Linked DNA regions of Mus musculus: region 2 is linked to region 1. Evidence: chromatin contacts called from public HiChIP or PLAC-seq data. All regions are on one chromosome and are shown on one strand. The core of a region is the stretch at or near the end of the contact, and the rest is flanking DNA. Distances in the headings are between cores, read along the strand shown. Region 1 overlaps Nr2c1 (nuclear receptor subfamily 2, group C, member 1). Region 2 overlaps Tmcc3 (transmembrane and coiled coil domains 3).

Region 1 (6,736 bases), core at 2,493-4,992:
AATAAATCTTTTTTAAAAAGCTCTCAACACACAAATACATGAGTGTTTTGGAATGTAAGCCACTCATATACACTGATGCTATTCATATAAAACATGTGTAATTATTCTAAAAGTTCTAAGACCTTTCATGACATTTGTCTTTGACAGTTCAGAACCCTTCCAAACTATCATTGAATGGCACTGCAAAAAAATATAATAAAGCTGGATGCAGTGATTCGCAGGTGTCATGCCAGCACGTGGGAGGCTAGGGGGCAAGGGTCTGTGAGTTCAAAACAGCCTGGGTTACAGGAAGACTGTGTGCCAGAAGGATAGCCCGGCTGCCTCCAAACCCCAAAGTGACAGCATAGTTGTGGATTTAAAAAAAAAAAAAATTGTTGTGGATTTTCAAAGAAAAGATAGTTATGGATTCTTTTTCAAAAAAGAAAAGGAGTTATACATAAACTCTTATCAATGGGAGTAATTATAATTATGCAATTATGACTGCTACATAAAAACACCATATAACTGGCCATTAGTGAGAATGGTAAGGTGCTCTTGGGTGAACTACTAAGCCTATTAAATTACATCAAGAGCTCGCCACTAGGCATAGTTATTAGGATGATGGCAAAGAGCTCGAGTTTCTTCTTCCAGATTGACTTTTCTATCCGTCTTTGTCTGCCCGTACAAGAGAAGAGACATCTTTTCCTCACTTACCTGGAGGTGCGGTGCGGACAGATCAGGACTGGTAAAAAACAACTGGTTGACACCTGCGGCGTCTGGAGTTGTGAGGAAGACTTTCCCTGGCGTGGATCCCTCGTGGTTTGCCAGAATGAACTGCTTGCCCTGTGTGCTGTGGTCAAGTGCTGTCACGATCTGGATTTTCTGTCCAGTCTGCTGCTCTGTAACAATCTAACACAATCATGGCACATTAATGATTGGTTCAACTCAATCAGGTTTGTTTGCTGGCCTTGAACCCATGACCTGCTGTCTCAGCCTCCTGAGTACTGGAGAACAGGGACGGACTACCATGTCTGACTTTTGTGTTCTTCAATGAATCAGTTTTAACCTCAAAACAAAGCTAGAGAAGCCAGTTATATACCTTTTAAATGGCAACACTACTTCTAATGAAATTCTGCTAGAAGCGAGCACGTGTGAAATTTACAAAGGTGCAATGGTGAGGTTAGTTTACGTCACTATTTTGATTTCTTCCTTCTTTCACTACTTCTCACTTAGACTGTTGGTTCTCAACCTGTGGGTCCTGAGCGCTTTGTGGAATGCAAGAGACCCGATCACAGAGACTTACGTCACAATTCACAAAAACAAAATTACAGTTACAAAGTAGCAGTGAAGATAATTTTAGGGGGAACGGCAGGTAGGCAGGCAGGCTGCTGCTCCTCCTCCCCTCTGCTGCTCCTCCTCCTCCCTCTGCTGCTCCTCCTCCCCTTTGCTGCTCCTCCTCCCCTTTGCTGCTCCTCCTCCCCTCTGCTGCTCCTCCTCCTCCCTCTGCTGCTCCTCCTCCCCTCTGCTGCTCCTCCTCCTCCCTCTGCTGCTCCTCCTCCCCTTTGCTGCTCCTCCTCCTCCCTCTGCTGCTCCTCCTCCCCTTTGCTGCTCCTCCTCCTCCTCCCTCTGCTGCTCCTCCTTCCCTCTGCTGCTCCTCCTCCCCTCTGCTGCTCCTGCTTCCTCTGCTGCTCCTCCTTCCCTCTGCTGCTCTTCCTCCCCTCTGCGGCTCCTGGTTGCTATTGTTTGACAAGAAGAAGAAGTTGGAGTTACCCTGAAGACAAAGGTTGGACTGGCCCATAAGAAACATGACAGCCCATAGCGCCTATAGAGGTCTATGCCCCCTTTCCCTCTAACCTCTCTCTCTCTTACCTAGTGTTGTGGGGCTGGAAGGGATTAGGGCGGAATGAGGGTTGGAAGAGAGGTAGAGATAAGAACCCATAAGTAGCGTACAGAAGTACACCACTGGGATGAGCTGGTGGTTGGGAGGTTAGTCAAGGGTGGTCACGGAACACTGGACTGAGTAGTAAGGATAAGAGTGGCCTCTGCTGACAGGACAGTCTATGCCAGAGTGAATTCATGAAGGAGAGAACCCCCTCAACATTGACAACTTTTATTACAAATCAAGTATTTCCTAAAATAAGCCTTAGTAAGCTGATTTAATATTTGACCCAACTTCAAATTTGTTTCAATATTTTTTCTACTTTTCTGAAACTATTTTGTGTGCAAACTTTCAAAGTTCTGAATGGCTAATGAAGCTTTTTTTGGTATTGATTAGAGCTGCTATCATTTGAACTTTCTTTGTTGAACATTAAAATGGATTAGGTAACTACTTCTCTTTCTTGCTACTGTTGGATTAGGTAAATACTTCGTTATACCACGTCTGGGTAGCTTTGCTTTGTTTTTCATGTACTCGATTATATTTTTTCATAGCTATCTCTACCATTCCCAGGCTCTAACTTCAATAATTTCCAGCTTCCTACAGGACTTGGCTTTGAACACCAGTTCATTTGTAACAAATGTTAACATGGGTCTTACTTCCTTAGGGTTTCGATTGTTGTGATAAAACATCACTATCAAAGCAACTTAGAGAGGAAAGGGTTTACTTCACAGTCCATCATGGAAGGAAGAGAGAGCAGGAACCTGAGGGCAGGCACTGAAGCAGAGACCCATGCTTACTGGCTTGTTCCTCATGGCTTGCTCAGCCTGCCTGCCATCTTCCAGCACCCAGGACCACAGCCTAGGGTGGAACCTTCTGCCCACGGTGGGCTGGACCCTCCCATATTAATCATCAATCAAGAAACCACAGGCTGCCAGGCGCCACCACCACACGCCTTTAGTCCCAGCACTTGGGAGGCAGAGGCAGGCGGATTTCTGAGTTCCAGGCCAGCCTGGTTTACAGAGTGAGTTCCAGGACAGCCAGGCAAACACAGAGAAACTCTGTCTCAAAAAAAACAACAAACAAACAAACAAACAAACACCAAAAGAAAAGAAAAGAAACCACAGGCTTACCCATAGGCCAAGGCAAATTTTCTCAAATAAGGTTCCCTCTTCCAAAATGACTCTATCTTCAGTCAAGTAGACAAAAACTAGCCAGCATACCACATTTAACATTGTTGTCTATTCTAGTTCAGATTGTTTCTTTCAACAAAACCCATTGTAATTAAAAGTCCAATATTCAGTCAGTTTTTAGAAAAGAGAATTAGGTATATGCATGATCTAACTGCCACTGGGTTAAAACATTAGACCCATAAAAGGGTATTTATTTAATACAGTATAACAGAATAATTGAAAAAGAAAGACAATAAACTTGGTCTTTGATGGAGAAGAACTGTAATTAGGTAAACAATTCTCACACTCAAAATGTCAGGAGGCAGCTACCATGTCAAATTTGACATTGCAGGGTAAAAGTGCCAAGGAAAAAGAACACTCTGACCCTGACTTGACCCCAAGCCAGAGATCAGGGCCAAGGGGTTGGGGGGTGGGGTGGATAACACCAGCCCCAAAGAATGAAATCCCACCAATCCCTGAGCTTTCCCCAAGATCAGACCGCCCAGGAGAGCTCTGCTCCCCAGAAACCCTATATAAACCTGCCTCCTGCTCAGCTCCCTGTCGCTGATGGTTTCCCCTCCCAGTACATCTCCTGTGTGAGGTTTGCTGTGTGGTGTGACTTTGTGGTAAATCCTTGGCTCCCGGCTGCCAGGGTCCTTTTTCCTTCAGAGCTGTAACACCTGCACTGGGGAAACCGTTCCCCCTCACCGACATACACATCTCGATCAATGACAATGGGAAGGACACCTCCCTATCTGTCGCAGAGGCGGTTCAGTTCAAAGGGAGGGACAAGCCAAGAAATGTAATTCTCAAGTTGAACTTTACCAAGTTTCTCCTGGGCTAGAATGACTACAGGGCGAAGCTGTACGATGCTTTGGAAGAGTCCCTGGTGACAGGGGACACATCTTGCTTTATCTAGTCCCACAAATGTGTGCTCTGGCACAGTGTCCCCAACCCCTGCCCAGGCCCAGGCCTGGGAGCCTTTCATTTGCATTCATGACTGCCTATCTGTAAACCAGTGGGCTGCTGGGACTGATCACAGGATATCCTGTACAACTGCTCAAAGAAGTTCCCGAGGCCTGGGGCCATATTCTAGCTCTACCCTGACGGTTCTGGGGAAATGAAACAAAGAAACTAGGCTTGGGAGAGGTATAATGAAATTTCCAAGATAATTAAAAACCCTTTATTCATTTAAAAACTATGCATATTCTGATGGGAAATAACTTATGAAAACTAAGTTTATTTCTTCACTAAATATGTAGTAGTAAGAGTCGTGGTAATTTATATTTCTGTGAACTCTTTCAATGCCTGGCTTAATGAAGTTGTAAGTTCATATCTGTCTCTTCATTTAACCTACTAGGATATGCAGGTTTTGGTTCAGAATTAAAAAAAAAAAAAACCAAACAACCCAGTCTCACATAGATAGTATGGAAAAGAAGGGAATAATTTAATAGCATTTCAAGCTGTGGAAATTGTCCATTGGTACCACACCAAAACATGATGTGTAGCTTTGTGAAAGTTAGCTGCAGCATGGAATCAGGAGTTCTGTTATATACAAATGGAGAACAGAGCGGGGCAGGCAGAGCTCTGAAGAGACAGATACTTTGTCTTATGAGAGCCTCTTGCTCCTGCCTCCTGAGTTCTGAGATTATAGCCGTGTGCCAGTAGCCTGGCAAATCAATAATTGTTGTCTATAGGTACTAATATCCTGAGGAAGCTTTAATTGATTTTTATTTCACTATCAGCATTACTATTAACATAAGATTCACTTATACGAGGTAGCTAAAACTATCTTAGCTATTAATATTGTGTGTGTGTATGAGAGACTACATGTATATGCAAGTCCCAGGACAACTCTCTGGAGTTGTTTCTTTCCTTTCACCTTTCTGTGGGTTCCAGGGTTTAAACTCATGTCGTCAGGTTTGCTTAGTGAGTGAAGTGCCTCTACTTGCTGAGCTAGCTCAAAGGTCTGATCCCAGTCATTACTAAGGACAACTCTTGCCATAAGGAGCCATCCGTGGTTATTATCAGACTGTGTGCTAACCACCCTGGATCATACATACCACTGATCTGCATTGTGCCTGATATTTATTTTTATATTTTTAAGTTTTTTACATTTATGTGTGTGTGCATGCATACACTCCATACCATACGTGTGGAGAGGGAGGACACCTTTGAGAGTTCTTCATCCATCCTTCTTTCCTTTCTTTCTCTTTCCTTCTTTCCCTCCCCCACCTTTCTTTCTTTGTTTTTCTGGGGACCAAACTCAGACTTAGTGGCAAGCACCTCTATACAGATGAGCCACCTCCCACGTTCCTGAGACGGGCTTTTATTCAGCACTATTTTATAGCAGCCTACCCCTCTTTCCTACAGTGAATGGAGGCCAGAGAAGGTCACTAAGACAAGATAGTGTTGTACTATATAGTTCTGAGGCCTGACGTGCCCAGTGTCTTGAAAAACCAAAACCAAAAACATGATAGACTTGGTCAAAATAGTTCAGACAGAAGAGCCAAGATCGGCCGGGCAGTGGTGGCGCACGCCCTTTAATCCCAGCACTTGGGAGGCAGAGGCAGGCCGATTTCTGAGTTCGAGGCCAGCCTGGTCTACAGAGTGAGTTCCAGGACAGCCAGAGCTACACAGAAAAACCCTGTCTCAAAACAAAACAAAACAAAACAACAACAAAAAAAAACAAAACCAACCCCCCCCCAAAAAAAAAGAAGAGTCAAGATTAATACTGTCTACATGAGTAATGATGTCAAAAATTTTGGATAAAACTCCAAAAGCATGCCATGCCATGGTTAATTTTTGCTAAAAATAGGATGTAGTAATTTCTGACTGATCTCAGTTTTCCTAACCACCAAGCAGCATTCTCTGATCAGAGCCCCTCCTATCCTAAGGCTTTATTAGCTTTTTGTTTATTTATTGTTATAAACTTTTTTTTTGTAGATGTCACTAAAGTCACAGTACTTACCGTATTCTATTGCAATTATTTAACTGCTTCCAACTGCATAGGAAAGCTGTCTGAAAGCTGAGCTATCTTTCATCCCGGTACTTCTGTAACCTAATGCGGACATTTAGCATAAAGAATAGAGGCTTGGTAGGCCAGCAGATAAACTGTAAACTACACATACCTCACCCATCTGTTGGTCGATAATTTGATGTGCAATTTCTTCTATGGTCGCCATGATCGAATGGTCAAAATATCTGCCAAAGATAAAAAAAAAAAAACTTTTTACAATTATATATATAAAATATTTACTGAAGAAACTGAAAGTGAAATTATATGCTGCCTAAGATTTTCTTTAAAATCGTCCGGTACAGGCAGCGGCGTATGAAAGGGAATTGCCCAATGGTAGCAGCCTTCCTCATGCTCGAACCCCTTAACACAGTTCCTCATGTCATGGTGACCCCTAGCCAGAAAATTATTTTTGTTACTACTTCATAACTGTAATTTTGCTACTGTTATGAAATATAATATAAACATCTGATACACAGGATATCTGAAATGTGACCCCAAAAGTGTCACAACCCACAGGCTGAGATCTACTGGACTAGACGGAATAAGATTTGCCATGTACTAGCAACGGTGCACATTGGCAGTTGCTGATGGGACACGCTGGGGGATTCATGTAACTATTCCGCTTTTGTATACTCTGACATACCTTTTTTAAGAAGCTATTCTACCTGAGTGCGTGGATAAAGCTGTTCT
Region 2 (7,254 bases), core at 2,297-4,796, 370 kb before region 1:
GTGTGTTTTGCTGTATCCTGAAGTATCTAAATGTCTAAAAACAAAATGCCCAATGAACACGATTGTGAGCTCACCCTCCCATAGACATCTTTTCATAGTGTTGGGGTGTGCCCATAAGAAAAACACTCCACCACACACCCACACACCAGAGCCCTTCACCATTCTTCATTTCTGTCCATGCCTATCACAGTACTCTGAAAAAGATACTGCCACTACTGATCAAGAGAGAGGAGCGGGTGCTGTGGGGAGGAACCCAGGTTGAGGGTCCTCCTGGGCTATGCCCTGAGATCCTGGTAGCCAGCAGGATTACAGGAGGAATTACAAAAGAATGATGCTAAATTAAATAAGAAGCAACACGGGGGGGGGGGGGGGGGGATGGTGCCAAGACTGTATCACTGCATTCTAGAAAAGCTGAGCTGTAAGGTCAAAGGTCAGATCAGGGGCTGAAGGGTGCTTTTGGAAGCATGGAAAATACGCTATATCCTAACTGGTTGAAAAATGGCAAGACTCTGCCTTTATATGTAGAATGAATGAATATATATATATATGTGTGTGTGTGTGTGTGTATGTATATGTATGTATATATATGTATATATGCATATATGTATATATACACATACATACACATATACATATATATATACATGCACACATATATACAATATTTATAATATATACATATAGAACACATAAATACTCAGAAAGGGGACATTTTACCTACGTGAATTATGTCTCAATTACTAAGATATTGACATCAACTTTTATACACATTAACGGGGGAGAGAAGCTGAAGTCTTGACAAGATCTGAAAACTGCCTCTTGGCACACTCACAATCACTATATGTGCTTTTAGGCAAGATAAAAATATGCATGTTTAAAATAAATACTATCCAATACCTAGGCACACAACCTACAAAATATAAAAATTCCTATTAAAGATATTTAAAAAAAAAATGTATAAAAATCACTGCTTAAGTAGAAGCGGTTGGGAAAGCTATTGAAGAGTGGGTGGTTGCCCAGCAGGATGGCTCTGTGAGCAAAAAGGCTTGCGTGCGGCCAAGTGTGATGATCTGAGTTCAATCCCTGGGATCCACGAGGTAGAGGAAGAGCTGTGCTTCGACTTCCACACAATGTACCCCCCAATAAATAAAAAAAGCTCTCAAGAATGGACCATAAGGCTGAAGACATTCTTTTTCTTCTGGTCTAGCTCTCCCCCTCTGACGTATATTCTCCAGAGATGCTCTCCCCTAGGGATAGAAACCTCAGAACCAACAGAGAAACTGCTCATCATTAGAACTGCTGTGCACACACTCTGTTCCCTTCTCCGTTGTGTACTGAAGTAATGCACAGCAGTTTAAAGAGGAGGGAGGGGATGAAAGTGAGGGAAATCTCTCTCTGTCTCTCTCTCTTACACACACACACACACACACACACACACACACTCCACAATGATGAGAAAGGGCAAGTTTCTAGAGATACTACTTGTATGACCAATAGTATGATGCAAACACATTGGATTGGATTGGTTTACCAGTGGGTAAAGCCGTGCTTGAGGGATGGAGAGCTGGGAGTAAGCAGAGGAGAGACCACACCCACACAGCTGCACCTGGGGCGGTAACCAGAATCTGATGCAAACAAGGAGGGAGATTGGTAGAGGTTCCATGGGAAGTTAGGGATCTTAACTTTTCCCCAAATGACCCTCCCCGCTTCCGAATCGGAAGGATTTAGTTACCATGAGGAATTCTGCCAACCTACGATTGAATGGAAACCACTGGGCTAACAGTTTGATACACTCCTCAGCAGCTGTCAATCATTCTCCCCCCCCTATGCAATAGCTGCTGTGTCTGACAGACCATTTCATCACCTTAGCATTCTAGAATCTGACATCACTGCAGTTACATCCACAGGGCACTGGCTTCAACCTTAAATTAAATTCAACCAGCAAAGCAATCATAAATGCTAGAAAATTAAAATCTGGTGAGACTTTAATAACTTTGCTGTCCTTTAAAGAAAAAAAAAAAAGTCATGCTTATTTTAGGCTGGTGTGTAAACTAAGAAAGCAATTACTTTAGAGGAGCCTCTACTGACAAAATGTCCAAGACTTCCAAAATGCCTGAGCAGGAGAAAAAAACAATAGTTTTTGTGTTCAGAAGTAGCTGCTTCATCTTTCACTTGTGTCTTATTATTTATCACCCTTTTGTTGTCAGAATCATCCCAAACACAGGAATTATTTTAAAATGCGCAACTTAAAGAAAGCCACGAGAACACATGCCTACTTTCATTTGTGTTCTATCTCACAGAGCTGGTCAAATTCCTCAGCAGTAGGATCAGGTGCCTCCACCCACCCAGACAGCAGGGCATTTGTAGGTGCTAGAAAATGACATGGAATGAGAAAGTGTCCCCAGCTGTTCCTGGGAACAGGGGAAGGAAGGAAAGAAGGGAGGGAGGGGTAACTTTGGTGCCCAGGAGCACCAGTTCACGGAGCCCCATACCTGGCCAGCACGTGAGGAAGGCTTTGGTCCACCTTATATAGCCAATACTATGTGGTGATTTGCTTGTAAGGGAGGGCACCTTGCCCAAATGAAAGCATGCAATATAAACATACTCCCGCCACCCTGACGATGCTCCTGGGTCGGGTTATGGAATGTAAATGTTAGTTTCTGGGCACAGACAACAGCTCCAACCTGTCTGTGTATCAAACACAGAACTAGAGGCAGGCAGATGGCTCCAAGATCATCACAGGTACATGAAACAACCTCTAAGAATTCAGTTATACTTGGCCAGGGGCAATGGGGAACAGAAAACAAGAACAAGGTAAGAAATAGCATATCACCTCCAGATCTGAAATCTTGTAATGTCATCAAGGGTTAAACGAACGTCTTATGGTTTAAATGTAAAACGATCTCACGGGATCTCGTTTGAACACTTGGGTCACCGGGCCAGAGGTGCTGTTTTGTGAGGCTGTGGAACCTGTGAGTGGTGGTGGGACCTAGTGGGAAGTAGATGAATCGCTAGGCTGAGACAAGGCTAGCTCCACTTCTAGCCCAAGCTTTCTGCTTCCTGGTTTATGCCTGGAACAAGCTGCTGCCCCCTGCTCCTGCCATAGACCAAGCTGCTCCTGCTGCCATGCCTTCGTGGCCTGGAAAAACTATATCCTCTCAAACCATGAGCCACAATAGAGTCTTACTCCTTTAAACGGTCTCTGTCAGGTTTACCTTACTGTTGGGGTCTTAATCTGGGTCTTAATCACACTGCCCTGGTTGAACTGAAACTTGCTATATGGAGCTGGCTGGCTTCAAACTGACAGCAATTCTCCTGCCTCTGCATCTCCAATGCAGGGATTTCAGGAATGTGCTACTACCATACCTGGCCCTTTTGAGTACTTTGTCACAGCAGGAGCTTGGTGAGAAGCCATTTTTGTTTTGTCACTTGTGTGTTTGGAGGTCAGAGGTCAGAGGTCAGGCTTTGTTTCTTCCCCCTCTGGGTTCCAAGGATTGGATCCAGGTCCTCAGACTTGCACAGCAAGACCTTCTCCCCACTGAGCCATCTGTATTCACAGGCACACAAACCTTCACTGTCCCCAACTCCCTCCTTTGGCCTCTCTTTGTAAAGGATACTGGAATCATGCCTGCCTGAAGTTTTCTAAATGCTTCAACTAGAGTTCTCAAAATGCACATTTCAATTCCTTGAGGCAGGAGGTTGGGGGAGAGGGGAATGAAGATTCAGAATAAATGCATCAGAATTACAACCAGCTGAGTTCATTAGTTTTTAAAACTCAAAGAAAAAGATAAAATAATTAAGTTCCGTCCATATGGGAAGCAGTATATTTTTAAAAACAGGTAACTATGCAAAAAAAAAAAAAATAGTGTTGGAACATATGGAAAGCAGCCAAGAGATTCTACCTAGTTCCAAAATCCAAAGGCAGGGAAACGAAAATCATAAAACGCATTAGGAGAACACAAGCATCCTGGGCTTGCGGAGAGCAAAGGCTATCCGAAGAAACCTCCACACCTAAGCACTTCCAAATGTCTGCATGGCAGGTCTGCTGCTATTACCCAGTGTTTTCTATGTATGTCCTATATATGTTACTACATGTTCTCTATATGCTAGCTCTATCTATGCCCCTCCATCCTCACAGAGCATAAACCAGCATGATTAGCAGACTTCTAAGACAGTAGCCAACATATGATCCTCCTCACCCTGGATGCCCGCAAGACTTGAGACAGGACCTTACTCCATGACTAGGCTATCTTCTATGGCAAAGGGCAAGGAATTCTCCAAATACAATTAAGGCTCCTAATCAGTTGACATAAATCAAAACAACATATATGTCGGCCCTGGCAAGCTCAAAACAAGGATCTAGAGGTAAGAGAGCCAACGGACTGGGGTCTGTAGGTCTTGAAGAAGCAAGCTGTGAAGGGGCCATGTGGCAGGGAATGGTAGACAGCCTCTGAGGGCTTCAGTTGCAAGAAACATAACTTTGTGAGCAACCAGAGAGCTTACAAAAGGACCCCTGGGTCTCCCTTGAGACTTCTGTCCTGCCTGACACTTTGATTTCAGGCTGATGAAACTCTCAGGGGATGTGGTTGTAGTGCACCCAGACTTCGAGCCAGGCAAACCATGGAACAATGAGCAGACTTTGTTTCAAAGATGCTCCTGTGCAATTGTTACATGGTAAGAGAAATGGATACAGTCAGGAATAACAACACTGGGGAACCGCATGCCCATGGCAACTTCTCTAATAGATAGAAGGCTCCTGCAAATCTGCTCCGAAGTTGAGTGTGTATGTGGCCAGAATAGATAAACAGGGGGCTCACACATAGACAAATGCTTGCTCTGAGCCTCTGACAACACAATCAACCTGTTGTGTTTCTAGTTCTGTAGCCTATGACAACACAATCAACCTGTTGTGTTTCTAGTTCTGTGAGACTTAACCATCTGGAGGAAGTGGCTTAGAGGATACAGGGGAATGTCACTACTGTCCCCAGCAGTTTCTTGTAAAATCAAACACTGTACAAAATTTAAAACTTTCATATACAACCTGCCTCATTTGCAACAGGAAAATAGTTGAAACGAGCCACCAGTTTCACCTAGCATATCAATAGGAACCAAAATCCCAAGAAAGCTTGGGTGTTTGAGGATGTGAGCCTCGGCTCAGTAGTGTATTATTCCTGGTGGGTCTATAAATGGTTGCTTGTTGGTTTGTTTTCTGTACACAGAGTGGGGAGGGGGAGAGGGGAGGGGAGAGGGGAGAGGGGAAGGGATAGACAGACAGAGAGTGCAATCGGGAAAGCTGTTTTGAGTAGAACCTTGGCTGTCAGCTTGGACCCACGATTTGACTGTGAGCCATTTGTCTCACCAGCTCCCAGACACCCCTTCCTCAGGAACCCTCTCCAAGCCGAGGCTGGTCCTTGGCACAGTCTCATCTTGCCAGTCCCCAGAGCATCATTTGTACTGACCCATTCAACATTTACAAAGTCTCGACCATGTACCAAGGCTCCAAGCCCAGGTGAAGAGACCGCACCACATCCCTAGAGAGTATATAATGGGTGCCTACAATCATGGAGGAACTGGTAGTCCTCTGTGAAAGGGATCAGGTCAAGTGCTGGACTGACTGAAGGACTGACATTATTTGAGAGACTCTGGGTTATCAGGTTAAGCAGCTGGGATTCTGTGCTAATGCACTGATAGGACTATGAACATACATTATCACAGTTTGAATATCCAATGATCCCCCATTGTTAAACAAATGCTTGACATCCTAGCTAGTGGGACGATTTGGGGACATTCTGGAACCTTGAGGACAGTGGTTCTCAACCTTCCTATTGCTGTGACCCTTTCATGCAGTTCCTCATGCTGTGGTGACCCCCAACCATAAAATTATTTTCGTTGCTACTTCACAACTATAATTTTGCTACTGTTATGAATCCTAATGTAAATATCTGTGTTTTCCAATGGTCTTAGGCAACCTTTGGGTAAGGGTCTGTGGTGGTTTGAATAGGTATGGCCCTATAGAGTCATGTGTTTAAATGCTTGGTCCATGGGGAGTGGCACTATTAGGAGGTGTGGCCTTGTTGGAGGAAGTGTGTCACTGTGGGGATGGGCTTGGGGTCTCCTATGCTCAAGCTCTGCCCACTGTGGAATCTAGTCTCCTCTTTGGTTCCTGCAGATCAAGGTATAGAGCTCTCAGTTCCTTCTCCAGCACCATATCTGCCTGCATGCTGCCATGCTTTCTGCTAGGAACCTCTGAAACTATAAGCCAGGTCCAATTTGTTGTGGGTGGCCCAGATGCTGCTTATATTCTGATGTCCTGTTTCCTCAGGAGGGGCTGCCCCCAACAAGCAGGTGATCTCAAGTGAATCTTTTACCCATTTTAACTGGTCAACAAAGGCTAGAGCCTGTGATTGGGCAGTAGTGGGGAAAGGTGTGATGGGAGGTGTTAGGGAGTGGGAGAGAGGGGAACGAGAAGAGAGGAGTAAGGATGGAAGAGGAGGAGGAAGTCATGATGGACAACCACATGGCCAGAAGAAACTGCAAGTAGCAAAGGGTCTTATAGCTGGGGAATAAGTTAGCATAGTGCTAGATGTGCCCAATCTAGGCACATAGCTTATAATCATAATTGTGTGGATTGTGATATATATATATACTTATTGGGGTTGAAAATTCCAGTAACAATTGGTGTTTAATGTGGGGCGCCATCTGTAGTGGTATTTAATTAATCCATTCTAATCTCCCAGCAGCTACTGCCCCAATGTTGTGACTTCTCAATGAAAGACACACACTCAGCCTTATATGTAATATGCCCTATGAACTGCCATGATGGGGAAGCAGAAAGATCAGGCCTGCGAAGTGCAGGACAGAGAGACTGCCAACCATGGCCCAGGAGGGCTGTAGGCTGGGACGGTCAGGATGGAATACAGGTTTTAGTAAGTAATAATTCAGGAATATCAGAGGGGAGAGTGTGCTAGCCTCATGGAGGTTTGGGAGTGGCCCTGCCATTGAGTTGCTTAGGGCATATTAAATATATGGCATGTTCTGTGTATGTGTGTGTGTGTGTGTGTGTGTGTGTCTTTCATTCGAAAATGCACAACATCAGGGCAGTAGCTAGGAACTCACACTGCTGCCGCAGGGAGATTGAGCAAATTAATCAAAAACTGCTACACCAATTAAATGTCATCTTTTATACAAGTTGTCTTGGTCATGGTGTTACTTCACAGCAATAAAACCCTAACTAAGGCAGGGTTGCTCAGTACC

The links. HiChIP or PLAC-seq counts read pairs in DNA pulled down with a chosen protein or histone mark.
Region 2: an H3K27ac HiChIP or PLAC-seq map of embryonic stem cells shows a contact between it and region 1, with 2.4 times the contacts expected there. The contact joins two enhancer-like sites. A contact is called at or near these places in 1 of 115 datasets of contacts at active chromatin or transcription factors (embryonic stem cells) and 1 of 9 other capture datasets (pancreatic islet).

Annotation. Positions count from the first base shown.
Region 1 is chr10:94,156,402-94,163,137 of GRCm38.p6, reverse strand. Nr2c1 (nuclear receptor subfamily 2, group C, member 1) reads right to left here. Exons shown (of 14, transcript NM_011629.3): 2 at 6,159-6,231; 3 at 694-888. The coding sequence starts at 6,212. Among named protein-coding and RNA genes, the nearest start is that of Nr2c1, 12 kb to the right of the region's middle. Within about 2 kb of position 3,742, at least 7 of the 459 cell types and tissues checked have an H3K27ac peak or open chromatin away from gene starts, as enhancers often do. A contact at or near this core is called in embryonic stem cells, where this site is marked.
Region 2 is chr10:94,527,868-94,535,121 of GRCm38.p6, reverse strand. The region is part of intron 1 of Tmcc3 (transmembrane and coiled coil domains 3); the gene reads right to left. Among named protein-coding and RNA genes, the nearest start is that of Gm40743, 17 kb to the right of the region's middle. Within about 2 kb of position 3,546, at least 34 of the 459 cell types and tissues checked have an H3K27ac peak or open chromatin away from gene starts, as enhancers often do. A contact at or near this core is called in embryonic stem cells, where this site is marked.